Linked DNA regions of Mus musculus: all the other regions are linked to region 1. A link is a contact called in public ChIA-PET and HiChIP or PLAC-seq data. All regions are on one chromosome and are shown on one strand. The core of a region is the stretch at or near the end of the contact, and the rest is flanking DNA. Distances in the headings are between cores, read along the strand shown.

The links. ChIA-PET counts read pairs in DNA pulled down with a chosen protein or histone mark. HiChIP or PLAC-seq counts read pairs in DNA pulled down with a chosen protein or histone mark.
Region 2: a FOXA1 HiChIP or PLAC-seq map of pancreatic cancer cells shows a contact between it and region 1. The contact joins the promoter of Lmf1 here to the promoter of Dusp1 in region 1.
Region 3: a contact with region 1 is called in an RNA polymerase II ChIA-PET map of memory CD8 T cells, with 23 read pairs. The contact joins the promoter of Mettl26 here to the promoter of Dusp1 in region 1. A contact is called at or near these places in 4 of 39 promoter capture datasets (fetal liver, liver, neural stem cells and 1 more) and 2 of 115 datasets of contacts at active chromatin or transcription factors (memory CD8 T cells and pancreatic cancer cells).
Region 4: a contact with region 1 is called in an RNA polymerase II ChIA-PET map of memory CD8 T cells, with 14 read pairs. The contact joins the promoter of Uqcc2 here to the promoter of Dusp1 in region 1. A contact is called at or near these places in 2 of 39 promoter capture datasets (hippocampal neurons and pre-B cells) and 2 of 115 datasets of contacts at active chromatin or transcription factors (memory CD8 T cells and pancreatic cancer cells).
Region 5: a contact with region 1 is called in an RNA polymerase II ChIA-PET map of memory CD8 T cells, with 7 read pairs. The contact joins the promoter of Pigq here to the promoter of Dusp1 in region 1. A contact is called at or near these places in 2 of 115 datasets of contacts at active chromatin or transcription factors (memory CD8 T cells and pancreatic cancer cells).
Region 6: an RNA polymerase II ChIA-PET map of memory CD8 T cells shows a contact between it and region 1, with 12 read pairs. The contact joins the promoter of Itpr3 here to the promoter of Dusp1 in region 1. A contact is called at or near these places in 1 of 39 promoter capture datasets (pre-B cells) and 5 of 115 datasets of contacts at active chromatin or transcription factors (embryonic stem cells, memory CD8 T cells, microglia and 1 more).
Region 7: an HNF4G HiChIP or PLAC-seq map of pancreatic cancer cells shows a contact between it and region 1. The contact joins the promoter of Ggnbp1 here to the promoter of Dusp1 in region 1. A contact is called at or near these places in 4 of 39 promoter capture datasets (the HPC-7 cell line, hematopoietic stem and progenitor cells, hippocampal neurons and 1 more) and 6 of 115 datasets of contacts at active chromatin or transcription factors (double positive thymocytes, embryonic stem cells, memory CD8 T cells and 2 more).

The regions. Positions count from the first base shown.
Region 1 is chr17:26,506,666-26,510,413 of GRCm38.p6, reverse strand. Dusp1 (dual specificity phosphatase 1) reads left to right here and starts at 1,942. Exons shown (of 4, transcript NM_013642.3): 1 at 1,942-2,457; 2 at 2,695-2,840; 3 at 3,210-3,429. The coding sequence starts at 2,091.
Region 2 is chr17:25,577,153-25,580,900 of GRCm38.p6, reverse strand. Lmf1 (lipase maturation factor 1) reads right to left here and starts at 1,727. Exons shown (of 11, transcript NM_029624.4): 1 at 1,522-1,727. The coding sequence starts at 1,714.
Region 3 is chr17:25,873,809-25,877,556 of GRCm38.p6, reverse strand. Mettl26 (methyltransferase like 26) reads right to left here and starts at 2,057. Exons shown (of 6, transcript NM_026686.2): 1 at 1,831-2,057; 2 at 1,435-1,597; 3 at 1,278-1,337; 4 at 995-1,062; 5 at 818-896; 6 at 394-607. The coding sequence starts at 2,027. The coding sequence ends at 560. n-TGccc7 (a tRNA gene) reads right to left here and starts at 2,469; the gene lies at 2,399-2,469.
Region 4 is chr17:27,131,986-27,135,733 of GRCm38.p6, reverse strand. Uqcc2 (ubiquinol-cytochrome c reductase complex assembly factor 2) reads left to right here and starts at 1,843. Exons shown (of 4, transcript NM_026063.2): 1 at 1,843-1,994. The coding sequence starts at 1,857.
Region 5 is chr17:25,940,102-25,943,849 of GRCm38.p6, reverse strand. It overlaps Pigq (phosphatidylinositol glycan anchor biosynthesis, class Q), which reads left to right and starts at 1,861. Exons shown (of 11, transcript NM_011822.4): 1 at 1,861-2,035. It overlaps Nhlrc4 (NHL repeat containing 4), which reads left to right. Exons shown (of 2, transcript NM_001039038.2): 2 at 1-1,617. The coding sequence starts at 79. The coding sequence ends at 489.
Region 6 is chr17:27,055,631-27,059,378 of GRCm38.p6, reverse strand. Itpr3 (inositol 1,4,5-triphosphate receptor 3) reads right to left here and starts at 2,075. Exons shown (of 58, transcript NM_080553.3): 1 at 1,705-2,075. The coding sequence starts at 1,793.
Region 7 is chr17:27,027,262-27,031,009 of GRCm38.p6, reverse strand. It overlaps Ggnbp1 (gametogenetin binding protein 1), which reads right to left and starts at 1,751. Exons shown (of 6, transcript NM_027544.2): 1 at 1,064-1,751; 2 at 210-334. The coding sequence starts at 1,551. It overlaps Bak1 (BCL2-antagonist/killer 1), which reads left to right and starts at 2,383. Exons shown (of 6, transcript NM_007523.3): 1 at 2,383-2,599.

The DNA of each region.
Region 1 (3,748 bases), core at 693-3,192:
GGTTCTGAAACACACAGCACATGGCCCATGTGATCCAAGCATCATTGTGTTGGGAAGGGAAAAACTGAGAGTGGGTGACTCACGGGAGGGGAAAGGTCTGGGTGTTCTGCCCCTTCTGCTTCACAAGGGAATGCCACCGAGTCACGCATGGTACCAGCTGTACTGAAACTACCTTGCAGGCTCATCCGGGAAGAGGATGGCTGGCTCCCCAACAGTCAACTGGCAGCAGTTCCAGCTCTTTAGGCTCCTTCTAGGAAGGGAAGAGGGCAGAACTCCACAGCGACCAGCAGACCTCTGACTTCAGTGCCCAACCATGCCACTGTACTCATATAAAAAGGTCTTTTTGAAAAGTTTGGGTAGAGAAGGGTATAATGAATGGCCTTGCAAAAACAAAAATAAAAGGAAAATTTGAAGTTGGTATGCAGTTTGAAAAGGCAGCAGCTGTAACATTTTATGATTCAATGCAAAAAATATGTTGAGGTCCTCAGCTGAATAAGTAGAATAAACAAATAATTTTTTTCTTTCTGTCGCTCTTCTGAGATGTAGGGAGGGTGGTGTTATCTGAAGATTTCTTTGCTGTTCTTTTAGGATCAATGCTCAAAGGAATGTAAAAACGCCCTTTAAAAATAACGTATTCTGAATTTACAGAAGAATCTAGGCAGAGCGCAAGAGCTAAGAGAGGCCAAAGCGGACGTTGCTGGGCAAAGACACATGGTAGTAAGACACCTCCCCTTGCAAAGAGGAAGAAACCGCAGAATGTTCCTGACTCGGCACCCCTTCAGAGTGGTGCAATGTTTATGTTTGTGTATCCAACTCCGTGGTGTTGCGGCGGACTCACTGCCTACCCTGTAGTCATGGAGTTTTGTGGAAGGACACACACACACACACCATTTCGGTCTTCCCAGGTGTGATGAGTACAGTTTGTCCCACAGAGTGGCGGATTCAAGGCTCTTGGCCCTGAGTCCTTGGTGTGCTCAGCTTCTGTTCAGTGGAGATGAAAGGCACGAGGGCAGATGCCTTTAATCCTTAGTAAGTCAGGGACAGGAGGATCTCTATGAGTTCAAGACTAGCCAGAGCTACACAGCAAGATCCTCTCTGAAACAAACAAAACAAAACAAAAGAAAGTTGTGTTGGGGGACAGAGGAGCAGCGGCTAGCAGCATCCTCTTGATGCCACGCGACGACAATGTTCTGGGCCGTCCCTAGGCGGCGCTGTGGAGCTCTACCCAAGTCTCCCCCACCCCACCCCCCCAACCCCAATGTTAAACCTGGGCTCCAAAGATCTTGCAACCCTCCTCCCTTTGCTCCAAGTAAGTCCTCTAGGGACCACCGCGGTAAAGATAACACTCCGGGGTGGGGGGTGGGAACTAACTGGAAGCATTCCCTTGTTCAGCGTAAAACTTTTAAAGTGACATTCAAGAAGGACGTCTCAACTCTCGCCATTTGTCCTCGGTATAGCCAGAGGGCTATAGACCGAATTAGTCATCTCTCACTACCCACTCCCCTTTCCCGCTCAGCTCGCCACGCCCACCACTCCAGCAGCCAGAGCCGGGCCAGCTGAGAACGTGATACCAGGAGTGGCCCCGCTCGTTCGGCGGAGACCCGCGGAGGGGAGCAGGGCAGGTGTCCTCAGGCCGCGCGTCCTGGCCACCCGGGCTGGCAGCGCGCCGTCCTGCCTGCGAGCCCAGAGGACAGGAGGGTGGGGGCCGGGCTGCGAGCCAGCGCTCAGAGCCGAGAGGCTCCTAGGCCGATGACGTCTTTGCTTTTGGCTTTGGCGGCGCCAAGCTCGGTAGGGCGGGTGACGTCACCGCCCGGTCACGTGTCTGCCATTCAAACAAACAAACCGTTCTCCCCCACCCCCACCCCACCCCCCGCTTCTGTGCCGCGCCCGGGACCGCCCCCGAGAGGCTACATAAAACCGCGCTCCGTCGGACGAGCGCGCAGTGAAGGACTGGCGGGAGGAAAGCGCGGTGAAGCCAGATTAGGAGCAGCGAGCACTTGGGGACTTAGGGCCACAGGACACCGCACAAGATCGACCGACTTTTTCTGGAGAACCGCAGAACGGGCACGCTGGGGTCGCTGGGGCTGGCCATGGTGATGGAGGTGGGCATCCTGGACGCCGGGGGGCTGCGCGCGCTGCTGCGAGAGGGCGCCGCGCAGTGCCTGTTGTTGGATTGTCGCTCCTTCTTCGCTTTCAACGCCGGCCACATCGCGGGCTCAGTGAACGTGCGCTTCAGCACCATCGTGCGGCGCCGCGCCAAGGGCGCCATGGGCCTGGAGCATATCGTGCCCAACGCTGAACTGCGTGGCCGCCTGCTGGCCGGAGCCTACCACGCCGTGGTGCTGCTGGACGAGCGCAGCGCCTCCCTGGACGGCGCCAAGCGCGACGGCACCCTGGCCCTGGCCGCGGGCGCGCTCTGCCGAGAGGCGCGCTCCACTCAAGTCTTCTTTCTCCAAGGTACGCTCTAGCTCTGGCAGGACTTATGCCATCAGCTAGGGAAGGGGCGTCCCACCTGGAGTATGGGGGCGCCGGCGTCCAGTCTCCAGGGGCTTGTCAGTGGCTTTGTTTCACTCCCATAACAAAGACTTCCTTAAGCCTTCCTTGTAAACTCGCAGCCCCTGGTGGGTGAGTGGCTTGTCTCCAGGTACTGTGTCGGTGGTGCTAATGAGAAAATATGTACCTTTGTATTCTCAGGAGGATATGAAGCGTTTTCGGCTTCCTGCCCTGAGCTGTGCAGCAAACAGTCCACCCCCACGGGGCTCAGCCTCCCCCTGAGTACTAGTGTGCCTGACAGTGCAGAATCCGGATGCAGCTCCTGTAGTACCCCTCTCTACGATCAGGTTAGTAGGAGTCCGGGTCCATGCAGGGCAGGGAGGTGGCAGAGCTGGCAGAGGTCTAGGAGGATTGTGCCAGGAGGATATAGAAAGCGGCTGCAGCTTTATTTATACTAGCGGGGACACGAGGATCTTTAGTCCATCATGAAGCAATTGGATGGAGCTGAGTCTCCCAGTTGCTGGCACGGAAGAGCTTGTTGGCTCTGTCCAGGCCAATGGGCTTGATTCTTTACGAATATTTTAATATGTCAACAGCAGTGCTGAGGTCACCAGTTTCAGAAACTCCCGTTTTCAGCGGGGAGTTTTTGTGGGCATGGGTACTGGTGCTCACGCTGGACGAGCTTGACGAATGCTGGACTGTTTTTTTGACTTCAGGGGGGCCCAGTGGAGATCCTGTCCTTCCTGTACCTGGGCAGTGCCTATCACGCTTCTCGGAAGGATATGCTTGACGCCTTGGGCATCACCGCCTTGATCAACGTCTCAGCCAATTGTCCTAACCACTTTGAGGGTCACTACCAGTACAAGAGCATCCCTGTGGAGGACAACCACAAGGCAGACATCAGCTCCTGGTTCAACGAGGCTATTGACTTCATAGGTAAATGGAATAACTATCTGGAACCTCTGCTTCTGTCCCTACTGTAGCCACTGAGCCCAGTCTTTTGGGTGGCAGCTTAAATGATCCTCACCCAAGCCTTCCTCCTCACTGAGACTCAGTTGAACTGACTGTCTTGTCCAGGATTATAAGTGTAGATACCCAGTCCGGGTTTAAATCCCCTGCTATCCTTTGCATAGTATACACATAGGGTCTGCATGACTGCAAGAGGCAGACCCTGGCCATTTCTGGACAGGACACAAGACATTTCTTAGCCATCCTTGATCTGGGCTCAGCTGTTCTGAGTTTTTGAGTAACCCAT
Region 2 (3,748 bases), core at 478-2,977, 930 kb after region 1:
TAGTATTGCATGGGATAAAACAGCACAAGCCTAGATAGTTTTTTCCACCCGCTTTAGAGAGAATAAGTGGAAACTCAGGCAGGCAAACACACGGGACCGTTTGGTTAAGAACTCCAGTTCTCCAATGCACCCGGAAGTAGCCAGTCCGTCACACAAAAATGCACATGAGCCTGACTCTCCACATGAGAGCCACATGGACACAGCCCAAAGTCTAAGATGACTCTTCTGAAAGATGCCGAAGGTACACCATGCACGAGCCTGGCATGTCCTGGGCCCTGGGGCTTACTTAGCACTCAGTTTTGCCTTCCTTACTAAAAGGCTGGGCCATGGCCACCAGTGTCCACATAGTCACTGGGCCACCCCCTAGGTATTAGGAATTAGGGTGAGGATTTGGAACCCACAGTTACTCCCACCAGACAGATGTCCACAGGTTTTAAGCCTGAGCTCCGTCTCATGGCCACAGGCAGGGCAGGCCCAGTGTGAGTAGACAGGCGCTCAGCCTCAGCTGGGGGTTCAGGTGTCACTATAGTGAGTTGTTTGGAACTGGTTCTATATGACATCTCCTGGCCCACTACTGTGGGTAGCAATAACAGGCCAGGAGCTGAGGGGACATCAGTGCCCAGTGTAGTGGTCCACACCTTTAATCCCAGCACTCTGGAGGCAGAGGCAGGCAGATCTCTGTGAGGAGTTCAAGACCAGCCTGGTCTACAGAACAAGTTCCAGGGCAGCCAGGACTATGCAGAGCAACCCTGTTTTAAAAAACAAACAAACAGTAACCAAACCAACAACAACAAAAACCAAAACCAAAAAGCGGTGTGTATGGGGGACACCAGCCTGCCTGCCTGCCAGTACCTTTGATTCCGCTTTTCCTGAAGTGAAGGAGGCTAAGACTCTTTAGGCTCAGGTAGGTATGGGATGCTGCAGTGGACTGTAAAGGTCTGCAGAGCCTAAGCAGAACCTTGGAGTCCTTCCAGAGCTGACCTGGTTGAACCTCACTTCTTGCCTACCAGTGAAATCTGGCTAGATCCTTGGGCCCTCTGCCGGGTGCCCTTCCAAGCAGGTCAGGTTGGAGCTGTTGCACAACCTTTGGGTCCAGTGGGGGACCCACTGAGAGAAGGCAAAAGGGGCGAGGCTAGGTCTAAGTTGCAGGCTAAAGACCGTCATCTCCCCTAGGGCTTCGGAACAGGAATAGAATTAGCATCGTCTCGCCATTCCCAGGGTGCAGGCAGAGGGAGTGCATGGGGACTGCCTTCGCCTCTTACACGTGCTAAGTGGGGCTGTGGAGAGGCAGGGGTTGGGGTGGGGTCCCAGGAACACGCCGAGGAGGGACCTGACATAAAGTTTAAGCAGCCACTGAGTGGGAGGTGAGAAGGCGGGGTCCGGAAGCTCACAGAAGGGCAGAATGGTTTTAGTGCAGGATCCTTGAAGCCTATAGAGGGACAAACGGGAGTCCGGAAGCAATTAGGGTTTGGGACCAGGTCACAGGATGCCGGCAACAGCCCGCTCCCACCGGACACTCACAGTAAATGAAAGCGAGGGCCCGCAGGAGCACGATTCTAGTCAGCCAGAAGGTGCCCGTGTGCAGCCGAGCTGGAGAATCTGCGGGATCTCTAGCCAGAGAAGGTTGCGACGCTGGACTGTGCTCCGCACCCCCGACCTTCCGTTTTCTCAGCGACCCCTCGGGCGCAGCCATTACTAGGCTGTCTGGGCGCATGAGCACAAAGGGCGGTGCGCGCGGAGGCCACGCCCACAAGCCCGAAAGCCACACAAGCTCCCCTGGATGACACGCGGACCTCTTGCAGCCAAGGCCCACGCGCCACGCCCTCTCTGGGCGGTCTCTCCTAGCGGTGGGCGTCTCCGTGGTGGCTTCAGTATTTGCAGAGAGTGAAGCGACAGGGGAAGGAGCTAGTGACGGCAGGCCGTGTCCTGGGTGCGAATGTGCAGGGAAGGCCAGGCCTGTGGCCGTGGCAGAGCAGGGTTTTCATCCTGTATTCCTCTGCTGCCCGCTGCCCAGGAAGGCGCAGATTATACTATAGGACAACTGACAGGAAGAAACCTGAAATTTGCCCTGGAACCTCCTGCTTTCTCTTCTTCCTAAATCTCCTTGTCTGTGGTCCCCAGAGACCTCAGTATACAGGTGGCACCTCTATGAAGATCTAGGACCGTGTTCAAGCTATTTATGGGGCCACTGGACCATCAAGGACTCAGATTTACCCACCAGTAGCATGCGCAGAATCCCAAGGAGACACACCTTAAATGCTGCTTTTATATTTGACTTTATATTTAATAGCTCAGACTGGCCTTGAGCTATAAAGCCCAGAATGACAGCAAAGAAATTGTCCTCATGAGCTGCCTCCCTCGATGCTGGTATTACATGCCACTTGCCTGATAGCAATTCTGCTTTTTCGTGTTAGGTGCCACTCCAGCACTGCCCACAAATGATACTAGAAAGGCGTTCTGCAGCAGAGAAAAGGAGGGTCACTGGTTGTTGTTTGTTTGTTTGTTTGTTTGTTTTTTAACAACTTATCCTTAGCATCTCCTTTTTGTGATTGCTGCTTTGACATATAAGTTACCAATGCTGCATGGTTAAACATGGCATCAACAGCCAGAGTGGTTATAATGCCAACTACAGGGCTCTCTGGAACAAGGGTTTTTTTCCATCCATCTTTCAGAGCTTTCTATGTATTAAAGATCTTGTGCCTTTCTGAATTATCACTGGTTGGTTTTTTTTTTTTTTTTTTTTTGCAACTTATCCTTAGCATCTCCTTTTTGTGATTGCTGCTTTGACATATAAATGACCAATGCTTGCATGGTTAAACAACCCATTAATATTTATACCTCTACACCAGCAGTGAGCCTTTTGTGGGTAAGGACTGGTGTGCTGTTGCTGGGACTCTTCCCGGCCTCCAGGCTTCCTGATACTAGAGTGCTAGCATAGAAATACAGCCTACAACGTGCTTTGGGTATTTTTTTTTTAAGTTTCCTTTTCTTTTTCTTCAGAAGCACTCCCTTGGGAGCCCAGCTGAGAGTATGCCCCATTACAGATGTTGTGATAGGTAATACAAATACTTCCCACCTGCCAGGCTTCCTACAGGCCAGCATCTGCCCAAGGTCTCAAGAATTTAGAGACTGAAGGAACTGTGTATCCTGCATCCAGATCTTTCAGTAGGAACCCTTAGCCCTGCCTCTCCTCACTGGCATATGCCAGGCATGGGATGGGCCAGCAGAGACCTTTGGGGGGGGCAGCTTTAGTCGGCACAACTTCCTCAAATTATTTCTGGAAGCCAGAGCTATGCAGGGAATAGAAGGAGAGGAAGGACCGCTCTGCCATCAGGTGTGACCCTGGGTGCTGTGGCTCAGGTGGGGACCATCCTCACAAAGAGCCCTTTGTCCTCAGCTTCCCCTTGCAGTGGTAACATTGTCCTCCCTGCAGAAGGGCACAATGGGGCATTGTGAAGAGCATAAAGTGGACCTCTTGTTCCAGCATCCAGCGCCCAGCTGGGGCTGGGACTCAGCTCTAGCGTCCCTCTTGGATTTGCCCACGGTGGGCGAGGACAGCAGAAGGGGTCTGCAGGAAATTTGGGTCCTCAGTGGCTGGAGGTTCTTGCCCCTGGCCTGCCTTTCTGGGATGCCATCTGGAACCAGCTTTCAAGCAGGTCACACAGGGCAGGGTTGAGCCAAGAAGAGGTTATCGTGCTTGCCTGTTTCTGCCCGAGTTTAATACAAAGTACAGTGGGAAGCTGGGTAT
Region 3 (3,748 bases), core at 808-3,307, 630 kb after region 1:
CTCCCACCAACACTATCTCCACCCCACTCCCCACCCCCACCAGCACCATCTCCACCCCACTCCCACCCCCACCAGCACCATCTCCACCCCACTCCCACCAACACTATCTCCACCCCACTCCTCACCCCCACCAGCACTGTCTCCACCGCACCCCCACCAGCCCTATCTATTCAGTTGGAATCCTTCCAGTAGATGGAGCTTCCAGTTCCTAGTTGAGGTCACCAAGTAGCACCAACTCACTCTTGGGAGCCCTCAGACAGACATACAAGCTTGTCTCCAGGGACATAGGAGAAAGTCAGCTCAGTCCTGCTTCAGCTACACCCACCCCAAGCCCTAATCATCTCCCAGACCGGTCCCCTTTCGCCCTCTCCCAGGTATTCCCAGCAAGCAATGTGGTATAGATAGCCCACAGTGGGCTGGAAAGGATTTATTTTAAGGCCCCTTCAGAACAGGTTCTCTACAGCCCTGTGGCCACCAGACCAGGAGGGGCTAATTTATCCCAAGGACTGAGGGAGGGGCTGAGGTCTAGCTTGTACCGTGACAACTTTTGACAGAGATGCTATTCTTTCCGAAAAATCAGGCACTTGTTGTTGGCTGGCATGTCCACCTGGAAAAACGCTTTGCTGGAGTGACTTGGTTTTTTTTTTGTTGTTGTTGTTTTTGGTTTTTTCGAGACAGGGTTTCTCTGTGTAGCCTTGGCTGTCCTGGAACTCACTCTGCCTCCCAAGTGCTGGGATTACAGGCGTGCGCCACCATGCCAGGCTGGAGTGACTCTTAATCACAGGGAGGCTCCCCACCCCCACATCGCCCTGCCTACCATCCTCTCCAGGACCAAGCCACTGGCCTGGCCTAGTTCCTCCAGAAGGACTGTGTCACGAAGCCCCCACTCTGGGTTCCTGCAGTTGGGGAGGAAGGTAGAAGGCATTTGCAGAGTTGAGGTTATGATCCCGCCTACCCTCTCTCTGAGCCAAGCTACCTCCTAGCCAGATCTGACCTGCATCTGAGGGTCAGGTCAAAGTCCACGTTGCTCTGGGGAGAGATCTTCCCATTGACGGCATAGGGCTGTGAGAACAAGACACAATACATAGGCCCAAAGTCAGTCGTTCCCACACAGCTAGTTTGCAGGATAGGATGGAGTTCTTTCCATAGGAGTATAGAAAGAATAACTTTTTTCTGCACTCAAGAAGGAAAAGGGCTAGCTAGGTCCCGGGCCCTGGGCTTCAAGAGTGGGGAAACACCCAAGGCTGATAGGGGTGTCTTAAGGTAGGGTCACTCACCCCGTAGGTGATCAGCACAGCCTTGGTTTTGAGCAGGTGTCCTGCTGCTCTAAAGAGCCCCTGCAGAGGAAGGCAAGTAGGGCACAGTAAGCCGGGAGCTGGAGACTCATGCTTTCCTCTTTGCAACGTGAAAGCTGGGCTCCACAGTGGTCCCCACCTCTGTGCAGTTCAGGGGGCTGATGTGGATCATATTGATGCAGAGCAACAGGTCCAGCGATCGGGGTGGGATGCCGCCCCATTGCTCCCACTCCCAGGTCACGTCCAGGTACAGCGGAGCCTTCACATTGGACAACCCTTGGGCTCGGGTGGTGGCGGCAATGCTGTGGAGAGCAGCAGCGCATGGGCAAGGGCTGACGAGGCCCCTCAGTGATCGGGGTGTGGGGGGAAAGTCCTGAGGAGCAGCAAGCGGGTATCTTTGTCGACCCTACAGCCCATTGCTTCTACTACCTCAGTCTGGCACCCAAACCTAGGCCTGTCCTGATTTCCGGTCTGCCAGCCCCGCCGTTCACTCAGCCCCAAGCGGCCGCAAGGGAAAGACACCGCGCCGCCGCACCTGTCCAGGCAGCGTTGGTCCACGTCCGACGGCTGCCACTCGGCATTCGGGAAGGCCTGTGCAAAGTGTGCCGCGTGCTGTCCAGAGCCCGAGGCCACCTCGAGCACGCGAACACAGCGCTGGGCAGGATCCACATACTGGCGGAGTACGGACAGGATGGGCTCCTTGTTTCTCTCAGCAGCCGCAGCCATCATCATCGCAGCGGTGCGGCCAGCCCCAGCCAGAATGCGCGCGGGGCACCACGGGAGCTGTGGTCCAGCTCCTGCGCGGGGCACTACGGGAGTTGTGGTCGAAAGGGCCAGCCGCTTGCAACAGTATAACTGTTAGGAGGCCTCTCAACTCCTAAAAGGGTTTGCATCTGCGGGAAACTGATTCCGGCGGCCGGGATTTAGCGGTGACTTCGGACAAGGAACAAGGCTCGAGTAGAGGCTATGGTTTCCTGGAGTCTTTCAGCTGTATTTGTTTAAAAGCTCATTTGTTGCGTTTGCGCCTCACCTTTTTTGGAATGGTGTTTAAGATTGCAAGGCATCCTTCCTTTTCAGAGATGAACGGGAAAATAAAAAGAACATGCGCCGCCCGGGAATCGAACCCGGGTCGCAAGAATGGGAATCTTGCATGATACCACTACACCAGCGGCGCTGTTGAGCGAGACTGCAGTCCGTAGGGCATACGAATTGTGACGCAAGCATGTTAATGTAACAGCATTATGCCTGTGTCTTTTCTGTTGCGCTCCGTTTCTCTATTGGCAAGCGTTTGCAGAACAACATATCCCACCAGATCCCAAAGTGTTGTTGCTGTCGTCCAAGGGAAAGGAGAAAATGTGGGTACCGTGAGATTTATAGACAGGATTTGGTTCTGCGCCATGGAAACCATAGCGGTCGCGATCTCTTGGAAGCCTGAGGTCGCGCTCAGGTCCTGAGGTTCAACAAGCCAAGCCTTGTGGGCATGGGCGGTAACAGAATGGAGCTTGGGGAACCCAGATGCAGGAATCCTCGGGTCTGGGACACTTTGGGCTCAGATGAGCTTTGTGTGACGCTGAGACGGCTGGCATTAGCTCGAGGTCCACGGATAGATAGCAGGAGGCGGTCAGTGACTATTGAAATGAAATTCGAAGCGACAAGTGCACGGACAAGGGTACTTCTCTGATTCTCACCTTTGTGTGGTTTGAAGTGGTTCATTTCTCACAGGGGCTGGATTTTAGAAAATGTCCGAGACGTTCACGCTTGATTGCCAACAGTTAGTTCAAAGGTTGCGTGGGCTACTCTGCCCCATACTACATCATGGAGCTCAGGGTTAAACATGGCTCCTGCTTGGGGCTGTGTTTGAGGTGTCTATTCAGCCGGAGTGACCAGGGGTGTGAGTGTAGTCAAACTGTTAAACTATGTGAGTGACATGGCCCAAGGATGAGATATAGGGTGGCCACTCTAGAAATGCCTCTGAAAAGTTATCAGTCCAGACTCGGGGAAAGTCCTGAAGTCCAACCCCTCACCCACTCTGAGCAGCCCCTGACAGATGGTTATGGATGTCTGACATTGGTAGTGACCTTGACTGGACCTGAGTCAGACTCTCCCTTTTACAGCCTCAGCCTCTGCATACCTGGCTTGCTTTTCCCATAGATTATTCGTGGGATTTTGGGCAGAGGAGCTGGGGGTGTGAGCATCTTCCATATGTCCAAGTTCAGGAGAGGTCGTGGATGATTCTTTCTCTCCATCAAAGTGCAACACTGTTCTAAACATGCCCTGTCTCAAGGAGAGCCCCTGGAAGAGGGCCTGGGACAGCCAGGGAGCTACTTAAATTTCAACTGGGGCCTGTTGGTGGTGGTACTGGAGAGTCAGAGGCTAGTCCACAGTGAGAGAAACTGTCTGGAAAACAAAACAAACAAAACAAAACAAAGAATCAAAATTAATTCTTTTTTTTT
Region 4 (3,748 bases), core at 594-3,093, 630 kb before region 1:
AGCCACACATCCCGTGCTAGTGTGTGATCTCTGATGTTCTCCTGGCAAAATTACCAGAGAGCTCTCTTCTCATTTTCCCCACCCCACGGTGGGGAAAGAAGCAGAGCTTGGCTGTGTCAGGCAGCACTGTGGAATACAGAGAAAGAAATATTACCCAGCTGTAGAGGGAAATGGGGGAGGAAGATCAGGGGTGGCTCAGTAGCAATAGGAGGCAGGTCTTGGGCGGAGGTGGGAAGGAGGCGGAGGGAGGGGTTTAATCTGAGCAGATCAGTGGGTGGTTTAAACAGGGAACACTCTCCACAGTTCCCGAGGTAAGGAAAGGGAACCTTGGCTGGAGTGCCATGCCAAGGTGAGGCGCTTGGTAGGCATGCCCCTAGAAAATTTCCCTGATCACCCCATTATGTTCCAAGCCCCAACACAGCCTCACCTTAGCTGTGTTAGCCATGAAGCTGGGTGGCTTTCCTGAGGTTCATTTACTCCCTACTTCCAGGCATTGAGGGCCCCGGGTGGGCTGGAAGCCACAAGGGCCCACCCAGGTATGGCTTTAAAGAGCACTCGCCTGGCCACAGCCAACTTGGGAGTCAGGGGTGGCGAGACCCCTTGCCCTGTCTTGGGCTGTAGGGGGAGTAACTTGATGGCAGCAAATGGTTCTCCCTTCCACCTGAGGTACAAGTGTGGTAAGAGGTTGAGAAAGGTGCCAGGGTGCCAGGGAAAGTTCGTGCCCACTGCCTCCTTCTGTGGTCTCCCTTCCTCTACCGGCTACACTGCAAGGGCTGGCCAGACAGACAGTCCCGTGAGCTGCCCCACCCCCACCCCAGGAATTGCTCCCTAGGTTGTGAATGTTGAGAGACATTAGGGTCTGACAGACCTAGTTTGGAATGTGGCTTTGTTCATTCATTCATTCATTGAGCACTAATTTACAGAGTGAGTTCCAGGACACCTGGGGCTGCACAGAGAAACCTTCTTTCTCAAAAGAAAAATCACACACACACACACACACACACACACACACATATGATACCCATGTGATATATATATTATGTTAAATTTTGCCATAATAAAAACACTCATTCTTAGAGCTAGAGAAATTAGTTATTAAGAGCATTTATTGCTCTTACAGAGAATCAGGTTCGGTCCCCAGAACTGACACATGTACATGGTGCAGGTAAACACTCATACATATTAGAATAAAGAAAACACACTATAAAAAAATTGTTTTAAAGATTTCCAGGCTGCAACAATGTTTTTGGTTCTTCATAAGAAACCGCTCCATGTGGTGAGCAATGTGACCGGGAGGCTGGAGATGTAGCTAAAGAACTCTATCAGAGGTCCATGTGGTAGAGATAAGTACAGGGTGATGAGTGTGAGTGGGGCAGCTGTGTGTGTGTGTGTGTGTGTGTGTGTGTGTGTGTGTGTGTGTGTGTGTGTGTGTACACGACGGACGGTGTGTGTGTGTGTGTGTGTGTATGTGTACACGACGGACGTTAAGATCAAACACATATCCATCCAATAACAACCTGTATTTACATGCAAATGTTTCGTTTATGCAAAACAGCAGAGGTCTCGGGGGAAGCTTTTTCAGTCTCGAGCTTGTGAAGTCATTGAAAACGAAGAGCAAAGCTTTCCCCAGGGTACACCGCGTTAGCTTTGCCCCTGGGAGCTGGGCGAGTACCAGAACCAAGAAGCTGAAGAGCTCAGACCTCGCTCTCAAAGGTGAGCAGCGCCGCTGCCTGGAGGGGTGTGGGCCGTTGGTAGAACTGCGCATGTCCACGGGGAAGGCCAGTGCGCCTTAGTGCGCACGCGCCCTCTGCGGTCTTGACTACTCCCCCCCAGGGGCGGGGCAAGCGGGGCCCAAGATGGCCGCTCTCCGCTACCGGCGTTTCCTTAAGCTCTGTGAGGAATGGCCAGTGGACGAGACCAAACGGGGCCGGGACTTGGGCGCTTACCTGCGGCAGCGGGTAGCGCAGGCCTTCCGGGAGGGAGAGAACACCCAGGTGACCGGAGGGGAGGAGGGTGGGCACGTCGAAGCGATGGGCGGCAAGGGTGGGGGATCTGCGCATGCGTCGGCCGCTGCCAGGCTGCACGTGCGCGAGGTACCCATCTTGCAGTTAGCTGCGGAGTGCGACGCCTTCTGCGCAGTTTCCTTCCTTGTCTGCACAGTGTAGTAGTCAGTGAAGCGGCCCTGAGGTCCAGATGCCACTAAAGAGTCAAATTGTAAGGCGGGGTTGTTTCTTCCTTACCATCGTTAATGTGTCTGCGAGCCCAGCCTATCCCCAGACACCTCCAGCTAAGCCTCACTGCCTTCCGTCACTGTGAAACTGAGTCTCCCACACAGGTCCCTTGTGTGAGTAGTAGACCTTCTCGCCCCACTCAGGTTTAGGTTACCTTACCAAGCACGGCCATGTGCATGCATAGAACTAGGTTAGTTTCCAGGGAAATCGCAGTGAATTAGATGAGGTCTTTCTCCTTTTGCCTTTGGATTCTTATTCAGGACACGAGGAACAAATAGACTCATAAGACAGTTCCAATGAGTACTCTGATCGTGGTAAATGTAACATTAGTCGGGTTCCTGAGGCTTGCCTGAGGAAGTTACACATAGGTCGGTCTCGAGGCAGGGAGACAGTGAACACTGACTGCACTTCGGGAAGGGTGGCCAGGCACTTCAGAGGAAACCAAACTGACATATTACAGAAAAGAAAGCAAGCCTACGGGTAGTGAGTGGCATGTCTACAGCTAAGATTTGAAGCTGAAGGAAGGCAGGAGCCAGGCACAATACAGATTTTTTTTTTTTTTTTTTTACCAACAGATATGTCTCTGTACCCTGTTAATGCAGTGCCCACTGGGGCCAGAGGAGGGCATTGGATCCCCTGGAACTGAAGTTAGAAGTGGTTGTGAGCCACCATGTGGGTACTAGGAATCAAACCTAGGTTCTTTTTAACTGCCCAGCCACCTGCACTAGGGGTCAGATCTTACCAGGAAGCAAGGGAGAAGCCACCGGGGACATTTAGTCAGGGGACTGACGTGCCCTGATTTTCAAAGGTTCCTCTGGTGCTCTGGCATTGGGGAACAAGGAGCTGCAGAGAGCCTGCCGTGGTAGCACCGGAAGAGAGAGATGCCGGTGGTGGTTTGGATAATGGTAGTGGCACAGGAGACAGAAGTAACAGAAAGCAGACCATAATGTGCGGGTCACATCAGCAGCGCGGGTGTCCTGGATGTGGGGTGAAGGAGAGGAACCAAGGACAGCTCCCAGATTTCCCCTTTTCTTTTTTTGGCTTGAGCAGCTGGTTGCTGAAACGGGAAAGACTTAGATGGAGCAGGTGGGGTGTGGGAAGTGCATCGCACATTTGACGTTGGAGGCTTTAAACTCCCAAGTGGAATGTCAAGTAGGCAGGAGGTTATTTGAGCACAGGGCTTAGGTAAGAGGTCAGAGGTGAGGAGTGTGATGCCCAGCACAGGTAGGTGGCCAGATGGATGACCCGTGAGATGGACCACGACCTGCCAAAGCAGGAACCAGCTAAACCAGCCTGCCTCAGGAGTGAGACGCTCCATCAGTGGCCACCTCATGCCTGCACTGCTGATTGTCACATGGATGGCAGGTCAGGCCCAGGGTCCCCACGTTGCGCTGGAGGTCTTCACTGACCCATACCTTACGGATCACAAGGCAAACCCTGTGGGCTTTCTAGGGCTGTGCTCCCTAATTTCCAGTATGAGCTTCCTGCGAACAGAGATGAAGCCCCCACTCTGACTC
Region 5 (3,748 bases), core at 612-3,111, 570 kb after region 1:
TCCCCCCGAGGGCTGGCTGTGGATGCTCTTGGACACTTCCTGGTGACAGACTACTTGCCTGGAACTGTTCACAGCTTCATGTTAGGACCAACCTGGGAGCCCCTTGCTCCAACCTCCATGCTAGGTCTGGAGGGCCCTTGTTGGGTAGGTCCAGGGCCTGATGGGGGCTTTGCTGTGAGTGAAGAGTTTGGGGATGTACAGCTGTTTGGCAGTGCCCACCAGCCTCTGGGCTCCCTAGGAACCCTGACTGGGCATAACTTTGGCCACCCAGCAGGTGTGTGCTCTGATGCAGAGGGTAGCATTATTGTGGCTGATGAGCAGAGGCACCAAGTGACTTTGTTTCCCCGGGTTGGGCCACCCATCTGTTTGCAGTTGGAGGGACTAAAGAGGCCCTTGGGTATGGCCTGTGCACCCCAGGGCCAACTAGTGGTGGCAGATGCAGGGGACAACTGCATCAAGTTGTACCAGTATCTGGGGGAGATGGCCTGAGGGGTAGGCTCTGGGGGAAATTGCCCCTTGCTAGGACTGGCCGGGCCTGAGTCCTTTGTACTATCATGGAAGGTTGGTAGGCTCCTTGGGGCCTGCTGAGCCGTCTTCCTGATACCTGGTCTTAGCTGGCTTTGTGATTTCCTCTTGGCAAGTGCCCCTGTCTACACAGAAACCATGAATCACCATTTCTTGATGAGGTTCTAAACTGGGCCATCTCCACTTCCCTATTAAGTATGCTCATAGGTTTTCATGCCCCTAAAACCCAAGGGCCACTCAGTCCCTGGCTCTGCTAGCTTGGGTCTCGGGAGGCCTGAGCTTTGAGGCAACACTTGAAGCTATAGATCCTGGGTGCTGAGGCTGTCTGCCAGCAGATAGCTAGGCAAGATCTCCTGCCAGGTGTCCAACCCCTACATCCTAATCAGAGGCAGGCAGGCAGGCAGGCAGGGAGGGTGTGGCTAGGCTGGGTTGGGCAGTTTAGGGGAAGGGTGTGGTCCCTTAGTGTTCCCCCCAGCTTCAAAAATATTCCCATTCTTGAGCCTCCAACAGCACTCTGGGCCCAACAGAGAGGTAAGGAGTAGGCAAATCAGAGGGGTAAGGCCAACATGTGTCCTGGTAGGGCACATAGCAAGGGCAGGTCCTCTACTGGACACTCCCTGTTTTGAAAGATACCTTCAGTTTTCCCTTCAATCCAGGTCCAAACCACTTTTGAGCACTTAGGTGGGGTGCTGGGACGGTTCTGGGTAGCACAGGTTCTTTCATACCCTTCCATTCAAGACAGGAAAACAGTAGCCTTTCCTCCCATGTTACAGATGAGATCTGGAAGGGGAGGGGTGTGTGTGTGTGTGTGTGTGTGTGTGTGTGTGTGTGTGTGTGTTTGAAGAGCTTACTCATTGAGAATCTGGTCTCACCCATGTTCTTCATGTGGGAAGAAGCAAGAAAAAGCTCCTTGCTTTTGCTCCTTTAGGGTGTGGGGTGGCACCCAGCCTGTCATCTGGACGTTGAGGTCAACACACATGTCACTCCTGCAGGCTAAATCAATATGCCCTGTTCATTATGTTGTGGGGGATTAATGGACAATGAAAGAAACTTTGCTTGTAAGTAGATGCTCAATAAACACTAGTTACTGCGTTGTTAGGGGTATTGCTTTCAGACTATGCGGCCCACACGGGTCTGCATGCACCCTACTCGCAATGGATAGAAACAGATGGAAGGGCCTGGGTTTAGGAGGCCAGGCGGTAAGAACAAAGCGGCTACCATGGTCCTCAAAGGCTGGATCCACCGGACCTTTCAGGATATTTACAGCGAGGGTAGCTTTGATGACAGGAGCCGCGCGCGCGGAACTCTCGGGCTCAGGCGATGGACAGCCCGGGCATGTTTGGGGACCGGACCGTCGCGCGACAACGCCGCGGAGCCGGCGGAAATGGTGCTGATGTCCCGCGGCGGGCCTGGGAGCCGCAAGCACGGTCGTCCTCCCGGGCCCGCCGAACGCAGTGCCCAACCCAGTTCCTTCCCTACCGCTCGGGGACGCGGCCCCGGGGACCAGCTGGTGAGCACTAGCGGGTGGCGGGGCCGGGAGAGGAAGAGGAGGAAATCCCGAGGTAGCGCAGGCCTCTTGGTCCTAAAGACTCTGAGATGGGAAACCTGAGGCCGGGATAGAGGGAGAGGCGGCCACCCACGCAGCTGACCTCCAGGCTCAGCGGCACCCGTTGTGGGTCTGGGCCTGCTCTCCGGAACTTGAGGGCACCGAGAGGCCCCTCCTCCCCTCCAGGCCGGGAACTGGCTGGAAGATTCCTGGGGCACTGGCTGAGAGGCTCATATTTATCCACTCCAGTAAAGATCAGAAACAGATTACCCCCTCCTTTTGAAATGAAAAAGGAAAGCATTTACAGAGGCGGAAAATGTGTTTCTGTGCAGGTTCTCTTTTAGGCTAGGTTGGCCTCAAAATCCTAGTGTAGCAAAGGATGACCTTGAATTTTTGATTGTCCTTTGGCCACCTCCTGATTACAGATATGCACTGCTACTACTGGTCTATGAGGTTCTGGGGACTCAACACAGGGTCTGGTGCAGGCTAGGTAGGCTCCATACCAACTGACTACATCCCTAGTCAGAAAAGTGGTTTTGTTGTTGTTGTTGTTGTTTGAACGTGGGGTAAATATGAACCCTCTCAAAGATTCACAAAGTAATGTTTCAGCTATGATGTGTCCCAGGTCTCTCTTAACTGGGCTGGCCATCCCTCAAGCCTGTTCCTTGCAGGGGAAGTAAGCAGTAGCTCTGCTGCTGAAGTCTGACTTGGAGTTCTGTGAAGAGACTTCCTGGGGCCTCTTATTTAACCCTCCTGGGAATGGGCTGTCGGGGAGGGAACTGACTCCTTCTTAGCAAAGGTAGCTTTTCCAGGCTTGGGCTGTTCTTTTAATCAGCATCTTTAAAGGCCTTCACGCATCCCAGGTTTTTGCCTTCTCGCTCCAGCCTCTCACCTCTTGTATCGATCGCCTGCTCTTTCATCATCATTTTCTGCTGCTGGGATCCCAGCAGCCCAGTGTAAGCACACTCCTTCTTACACTTCAGTGCATCCGGAGGCTGAGATGGGAGTGAGGGTGGGGATTTGCCTCAACTTGAGTTCTCTCAGTACCCCACAGATCAGAGCTCCAACCTCTCTCTGCCTTGCACCTTCTTTCCTTTGACCCGAGCTTTTTTGCTTTAAGGTAAACTGTAAATGAAGCATACTCCACAAGGAGGATGTGCATAGACACAGTGTGTATATAGCACAGTGGATTCACGAGTTGTGAGCAGACTCCAAACCAACCTTTGAAACATCTGTTTATAATTAGATCAAGGGCATTTCTCTTCCTACACGGTTGTGAGCATTTTTCCTTAGTTCATGTGAAGTGTTCCCCCAGAGAGTCAAATGATATTTCACTGAGCTGGTGTGTCCTTACAAAGTTGTTGAACAAGAGTTTGGGCTGGGCTGAAGGGTTCCCTATGACAGTGACCCGCCGGGGCTCTTACAGGCGGAATGGCTCTAGTATTTTTAGCCGTGCCTCATGTCATGGCCTTCTGGAGTCAGTTCCTACTGAAGGGACAAGAGAAATTGGTTCTTGACACTGGCTATGGGGATTTAGCCTGCCCTAGTGTTGGGCGTCAGGTTTTCCCTATGGACACCTACCAATTGCCTGCTTCCTCCGGGTTCTTTGGAGTTTTGTTTTCCTGGAGACTTCTGACTCAGAGTTCTATGGAAAGGCTTCCCGAGACTTCTTTAACG
Region 6 (3,748 bases), core at 826-3,325, 550 kb before region 1:
ATAACTGCAGTCTCGGGAGAGCCAATGCACTCTCTGGCCTCTAAAGCCACGCAGCACCAACATGGTACACAGACATACATGCCTGCAAAACACATATACATGAGAGAGAGAGAGAGAGAGAGAGAAAGCGCCAGCAGAGGGATTCCCAGACAATGGAGGCTGCCTGGGGACAGGAAAAGGGACCTTAGATCCTTGGCTCTGTCAATCCTCAAGGTGATTAAATAGCATCTACCCTGTGTTCAGCCCTGAGCCAGACACATCAACAAAATGTGACTACTTCTGAGAATCTGCAGAGTTGGGGGGAGTCTGGGCTCCCACCTTTGGCTTTGCCACTCCCTCCCCAACACACACCCCATCCCAAGACAGCATGTTTAGTGCTGACTGCGCAGTTCCCCTGTAGCTCCCCAAGAAGGGCCCTGCCTGGCAGGGCTCTGAGCCAGGCCTGCAAAGATGCTGGCCCAGACGAGGCTCCACGCCTCAACTCTGGGCAACTTCAGAAGAGAAATCTGATGGGGAGATGTGTGTGTAGAAATTTCCATCTGACCCGGGAGGTGTGTAGGAGAGCCTGGAGGATGCTTGGAGAAGAGAGGGATGCTGGAACTCCCATCTCAGCCTCCTCAGGCAGAGAGGCCCTGGAGGTTTCTCCTCCCTACAGCACATTGAATTTCAACCACCAAGAGGAGAGAGCAAGGGAGCCAGGAGCCTCCCACCTGCAGGGCTAACTTTGAAAGAATTCCTGACACACTTCCAAAGCCCCCAGAGAGGAGTCACCCTGCCAGCAGCTGGATGGTGCTGACAACGTGAGATACCAGAACATTAGCCACTACCACCCCACCTGCCCGAAAATGGGACAGAAAGACCAGATCCGGGCTTGTGCGCTTCCTCCATCCCTGCAGCAACGAGGTGCTCAGGGTCTATCCAAAAAGATACTGGGATTCTAACCTCTCCCAGCTACCGGCCTGGCACCAGCATGGGATGGAATCAATTCCCTGCTTATCCAGCCCAGACCCCGGGGGGTGACAGCCAGAATTAATTAATGTTTGTAAAGTGCTCTAGAGAACCTGGGACCAGGGACCCAGGGGCGCCAGAGTAGCTACACAGGAAATTGACAAGGAGGGGGTGGCGGTGAGAGGGGGGCCAGCTGGCCAAGACCTGGACTGCCTGGACAGGGAGGGTAAAGAAAACACTCTGAAGAGGAGATGGGGCACAAGGAGAGTGAAAAGATGCTACCTCTCCAAATAAATAAATTAAATGATTAATTAAATAATTAAATAAACCGATTCAAGATGGGGCTATAGAGGTGAGTGCCAGGCTTCAGGCTGAGCCAACCCTAGCACCCCACCCCGAATCCCAAACAAGAACACCCAGGCCCTCTCCAACTCAGGCCCCAGCCACCTGCATAACCCGAGGACCACTTGCAGAGGAAGTCCGAACCCCTCAGCCATGAGTTAAGAAAAAGAGTGTGCCAGAAGTGGCGGGCTTCGTGGGCGCTGACGCCTTCTAGAACTCCCCAGGGCACCCGACTACTACCTGAGCAAACAACGCACTTCCTTTCTCTAAGAGAGGGGTGCCAGCGTCCCTTCGCTTCTGGAGACTGGGCTGTCCAAGCAAGCCTCTATCAAGGGCTCAGGGGACTGAACATTGGCAAACAAGCAGCTGGTACCGTGGTCCCGATGCCCCTCTCTTTGCCCTAGGCTCACTCACCCCAAAGTGCTGATGAAGCCATTGACAGAGCCCTCGGCGTACAGGGACACAATGTCCCCGATGTGAAGAAAGCTGGACATTTCATTCATGGCTTCGGCCCTCCGGGGCTCGAGGCGACGAGGTCGCCCTGAAGCGAGCTGCCAGGCTCGGTGCAGAGGACTGAGGCGCGCTGGGCGGAGAGGGGCGCAGTGCCACCTCGCAGCCCGGCGACCCGGACGATCGGGACGGCAGGAGTAGGCTGACTGCCACCAGAGAGCGAGGAGGCGCGGCGCGACCCGGGTCCGGGTGAGGAGGTGCCTGCGTCTCTGCGCGCTCGCAGCCCTCCAGCCCGGCCGGGCCCGCGCGTACCTGCAGCCTGGAAGGAGCAGGAAGTCTGGGGCCGCCACACACATGCAAATCCCGCCTGGGAGGCGGGGAGGCCACACCCCACCCCGCCCCCGCCGCGGCTCCCACGTGCACCCGCGCCCCAGGCTCGGCCTCTTCTACACCGCGCGCGTGCACGCCTGCACCCCCTAAAGCGCCCAGCTTGCCACCGGACGACCCCCAGGCTCTAGGGCGTTCTCTAGACGGCTTGTCCACCAGCACCGCGCTGCACTTCGGGGCTCTCCACCCTCGGAGATCCCCAGCTCGCCTAGCCTGCGGCCCACGCGTGGCTGAGCACACCGGGAACTTGGCCACGGTCACCCTGCGGCAACCGCGCCCAGCTGAGAACCGTCTTGCGCCTGGATGCGCGCTCAAGCCCTTAGCGTTGCAAATCAGGATTCATTTCTCTCAACATGAAAAGTCTTTTCATTGCACAATAGAAAGTGCTTTGACTTGGAGGGGAAATGAAGCAATGGGGTGGGTTTGGGTTTTTTTTTGTTTTTTGTTTTTTAATTGTCCTTGTTGGGGTTTCTCTCTCTCACTCTCTTTCTCCCCACATTCCTGTGTACAAAGAGATCCAACTTCCGAATCAGTTCAGCCGCTCCCTCTCCAGGAGGAATTGGCTCCAGTTTCTCTTGGCTCCTTCTGTCTTTGCTTTAAAATAAATAAATAATACTGGGAGGGGGAGAGCATTACCTCCTCTAGTTAATAGTGCACCCCAGCGCCCACTGAAACAAGTTCTCGTAGCGGGCCCTTGCTCACAAAGTTCAGCCCTCAAACTCATCGCCAAGTTGACTACTTTCTGTTCTGCGCCACGGAGGCTGGGCGTTTGCTTCCTCCTAGAGCTTTGGTTTGAACTCCTGAGATAAGAATGCGCCACCACCACCCCCTTTGGTCACGTTTGCTCCCTCCCACCCAGCCCCCCTTATTTCCTGAGGGGCGGGGATGGGGGCGTTTGTCCCTGGGAGAAAAGGAGGAGGGGACTGGAGACAGAAGCAGGAAGAGACCCAGGAGGGGTGGAGACAGCCGCCAGCCGTGAGACAGCTGCTGACCTGCACCGAGAGTTCTTGAGTGCAGGGGATTTTTACCAAGACCCTTAGAACTGGTGGTAGTGGTTAGCCAAGCCTTTAATGGGGAAGTAGAGGCAGGAGGACTGGGAGTTAAAGGTCGCATAGTAAGTTCGAGGTTTACCTAGGGCACGTGAGAGTCTGCCTCAAATAAATGTAAGAATGGGCTGGAGAGATGGCTGAGTGGTTAAGAGCATTGCCTACACTTCCAGAGGATCCAAGTTCAATTCCCACCACCCACATGGCAACTCACAACTGTCTGTAACTCCAGTTCCAGGAGGTCTGATGGTCTCACACAGATATACATGCAGGTAAAACATCAATGCACATAAAATAAAAATTAATTAATTAATTTAAAAAATCAAAACAGGGGCTGGTGAGATGGCTCAGTGGGTAAGAGCACCCGACTGCTCTTCCAAAGGTCCGGAGTTCAAATCCCAGCAACCACATGGTGGCTCACAACCATCTGTAACAAGATCTGACGCCCTCTTCTGGAGTGTCTGAAGACAGCTACAGTGTACTTACATATAATAAATAAATAAATCTTTTAAAAAAAGGGCCTGAAGAGGTGGCTCAGCAGTTAAGAGCACTGGCTTCTCTTCCAGAGAGCAGGG
Region 7 (3,748 bases), core at 502-3,001, 520 kb before region 1:
ATGTCCATTTTATGGGTGAGGAGAGTAGGCAGAGATACCCAGCAATGCTCCTCTGTCACATGACACGGCGTGGAGCAAGTGGGGTTCCAACCTCAGATTCTGCCTCATGCCCTGCTGGGCTCCTGCCCCACCCCCACCCCCAGAAGTCTTAGAGGAGAGGCATCCATTTCTGCTCCCCTCCCCTCTGCCCCTCCCACCTGCATCCTTACCAAACTCAATTGGGCAGTGTTCATCCTCTTCCTCCTTGATGAAGGCCCCAGGGGTGAGCGCCAGTGGTCCCGGAACCCACTGTAAGCATCCTTGTTCTGTCTCCAGGGCCTGGCCAAAATGCTCCCTAAACCCAAAGCCACAGTCAGGTGGGGTCAGGGGACACCCACAAATGTGGCCTGACTCTACCTTGAGTCTCTCCACGGACCTGCTCTGTTCCCTGGGATAGCTAACAGAGGGGTTTCCCTACCACCTCTGGGGGACATAGGATGTGGGGAGCTAGGCACCTTCCAGACAGGGAACTGCTGCTAAGACCAGTGGGAGAGAAAGCCAGGCAGGAAAGTAGGGGTACAGGCTGGAGCAGAGCCTACTTCAGCGTACTTCTGTCCAGACTCTAGTGCACCCTTCCTAGCCTCTAGGATATTTTCTTTGGTTGTTCTTTGTTTTTTCAAGACAAGATACCCCTCGGTGTGGCCCTAGCTGTAGACCAGGCTGGCCTCAAATGCAGAGATCTGCCTGCCTCTGCCTCCTGAGTGCTGGGATGAAAGATGTGTGCCACCAATGTGTTTTGTTGTGCTGGGGACTAAACCCAGGCCTGGACCGTGCTAGGCAGGCGGTACTCCACTCTGAAGCCACACCTCAGTTCCCAGCCACTCCTCACACAGCCCTGTTTGCTGACCCTCCCTCCCTTGGGACCCTTAACTGTCCCTCATGGCTTTCACTATTCAGGACCCCTTACCCCAGCCCATTACAGCTGTGGGCTTCTAGTCATGGCCCTCATGCCTGCATCCTCCTTCTGTTCTAGCTAGATCAGGCTACCCCACCAGCCCTAGCACCAGCAGCACCAGCCCCTCACCTGTCTGAGGCCCCGGAGACCTCCCCTACTGGCTCCTCCTCCTCTCCTTTCTTCTCAGGTAGCTGCTCCAGAACCTCCCAGGTTCCTCTGAGAGGAACTGATGTTACCTCAACACCCTGGGCCCTTAGCTTCGGGACATCCTTGGAGGTGAGGGTCTGGGACCCTGAGTCCCCAGTGCCCAGCTCAAAGGCATCATGCCTCGGGTTGGAGGGAGCTGCAGAGAGAACCCTGGGCGGGGGCTCCCTCTTCCCATTAGAGGAAGCTGCAGAGTGGACCTTGGCCCGGGGCTCCTTCCTCCCACGACCTCCCTGGTGGCCCATCATTGGGGAGACAACATCTTGCTCCCATGAGGAGCTGGGCTGGCTCCTGGTCAGGGGCTTGTTAGTGCTCTTAGAACCGCCCTTACTCCCCACCAGGTTTCGGAGAAAGCGCAGCATGGAGGAGCAGCCTAAGATCCGTGACCGAGGGGTCCGCGCCGGGGCTGCCATCCTGAGTGGGACCCCGACTCAGGGAGAAGCCATGGCAGCCAGCCCAGGACCAACTGCTAGCAGAAACCTCCAGTTGGAAACTTCCAGAAGTTCTAGAAGGCAAAGAGGAGGTGGGGGTGGGGGGAGGCTATAACTGGAGGCTGGTGGGGGGGGGTCTACTGGAAGGAAAGCGGGTAGAGGGGTAGAGGGAGCTAGCCAGGGTCCAGCTCAGCAGGTCTCAGAGGAAGGCTGGAGATTGAGGGATGGTGAGACATAACACAACAGCACCCACAGGCTGTGGAAGCCTGGCTGAAGGCAGATAGGGCGGCCGGGGGGGGGGGGGAGGAGGGTGCACACGCTGAGAACAGGACATCATATGCTCCTGTCTATCCATAAACTCCTGTTTACTCTGGGTTTGAGATCAGTCCCTGCAGCTGCCAGGCTGCAGGGATCTAGGACAGCACAAATTCTGAGCTGCCCCTCCTCCTCCTCTTCTTCCTCCCCTTCCCCCTCCTCCTCCTCTCTTTTAGGGTGTTAGTAGCACAGGCTGGCCTCTATTTCATGATCCTCCTGCTTCAGCCTCTTGAACGCTGGGACTGCAGGTCAGCTCATCCTGGTTTTTGTTGTTGTCTGTGGTTTGCTTTTCACTAGAGGGAGAAGATGGAAGAGGAGGCCCGGGAATCAGAGACAGGAAAGGCAGAAAACAGAACGCTTTTCCCCTTGGCTGGGACAGGGCAGGCAGGGGAGGCTGTAGCTGCTTCCAAGCCCGGCCGAGGACCTTCCCCTAAGCAGCAGCCTCCCTGAGCGCCTGCATCCGGCGGCCACCGAGAACTTCCTCTAGAGGGAGCTGGTCATTGCCGGGAGCTGGGACCTCCTCTATGGTCACAAAGTCGCGAGGTTTCCTGGGCCAAGAGGCAACCCGAGGCGGCATCCAGCACCATGAATCCACTGATACCAGTTCCTGCCAGTCAGGCCTGAAACCTTGGCCCCTGGAAGCAGCCAGCAAGCCCTTCGGGGTCTTCGTCTTTGCACGGCTGAGCCATCCCACATCTGGAGCAGAGTCATTCAGGTACACGGGCAGCCAGTGCCAAATCCCACCGTCCTAATCCTGGGCAATTCTGGCCCAGGGTGGGGCAGAAACCTCCATCGGCAACCCGGTGAGGAGGGAGGCCTTGATGTGGCTTCCCTGGGAGGTTCTGAAAGGGAAGCTGCAGGCATGGTTCACACAGGGCCTCTGGCTATACATCAGAAGCGCCCCTTCCTGCCCGGTTCTGGTGGCCCTGGACTTTTATGTGGAAGGAGGGGAGGGTCAAGGTCATGAACAGAGACAGAAATTATACGGTTGATACTCCCTGCTGTACCAGGACACGGACAGTCCTCCCCCAGAATGATTCTAGGTACAGCCTAGTGGTCGGTTGTGAGGAACATGCATCCTGGGCCCAGCCAGTGGACATAATGGGAAGTCAAGGCGACTTGGATGGGGGCCAGGTGGGCCAGGGCAGCACTGGCTGTGGAGGGCTTTTCTGAGACTCTTCCTGCTCTCTAACAGTAAGCCTCCAGGGTGGTGTTATTATTACTATTATTATTTTGAGAGAGAGAGATGTGGATGAAGTCAGCGTCCCCTGGCCCTGCTGGCCTGGGATTACAAGGTACCAGGAAGAGCACCCTATCCCGGAAGGAGCCGTTGGGTAGACTATGCCCAGCAGAGGGTTGTCTTGATGAGGCCTGGCTCTCAGGGATGGCAAGAGGAGGGTCTGTCTGCTCACCCTGTCTCCATCAATGAAGAGGGAGGTGAAGGGGAGCCGGCCCTCCCCCACCCCTTTTCAAAGAGTGCTTCCTGCAGTGATGGAGGTGGCCCACATAGGGGTGGGAACTCTTGAAAGGGTGCAAACTGAAAGTGAAAGGTCTTGCCTCAGGAACTAACCGAACTCTGAGACAGGTCAAAGAGGAAAACGGGCTTGGGTGTGGCTATAACACCAGCCAGCCAATGGCTGAGTCAGGAGGATCAGGGATACAAGACTTTCCTCAGGCTGCCTAGAGGGAACCTGTCTGAAATGAACAAATAGACAGGTAGGTAGGTAGATAAATAAACCAATAACCAAAGAAGACAGCACCAAAGAGTATGGTGTGATTTGGCACACTGTGTGCTGTAGCAGTGAGGTACACTGGGGAGACTGTGAGAGACCCCAGCTCACTTCCAAGCAGTGGTTGGAAGGAG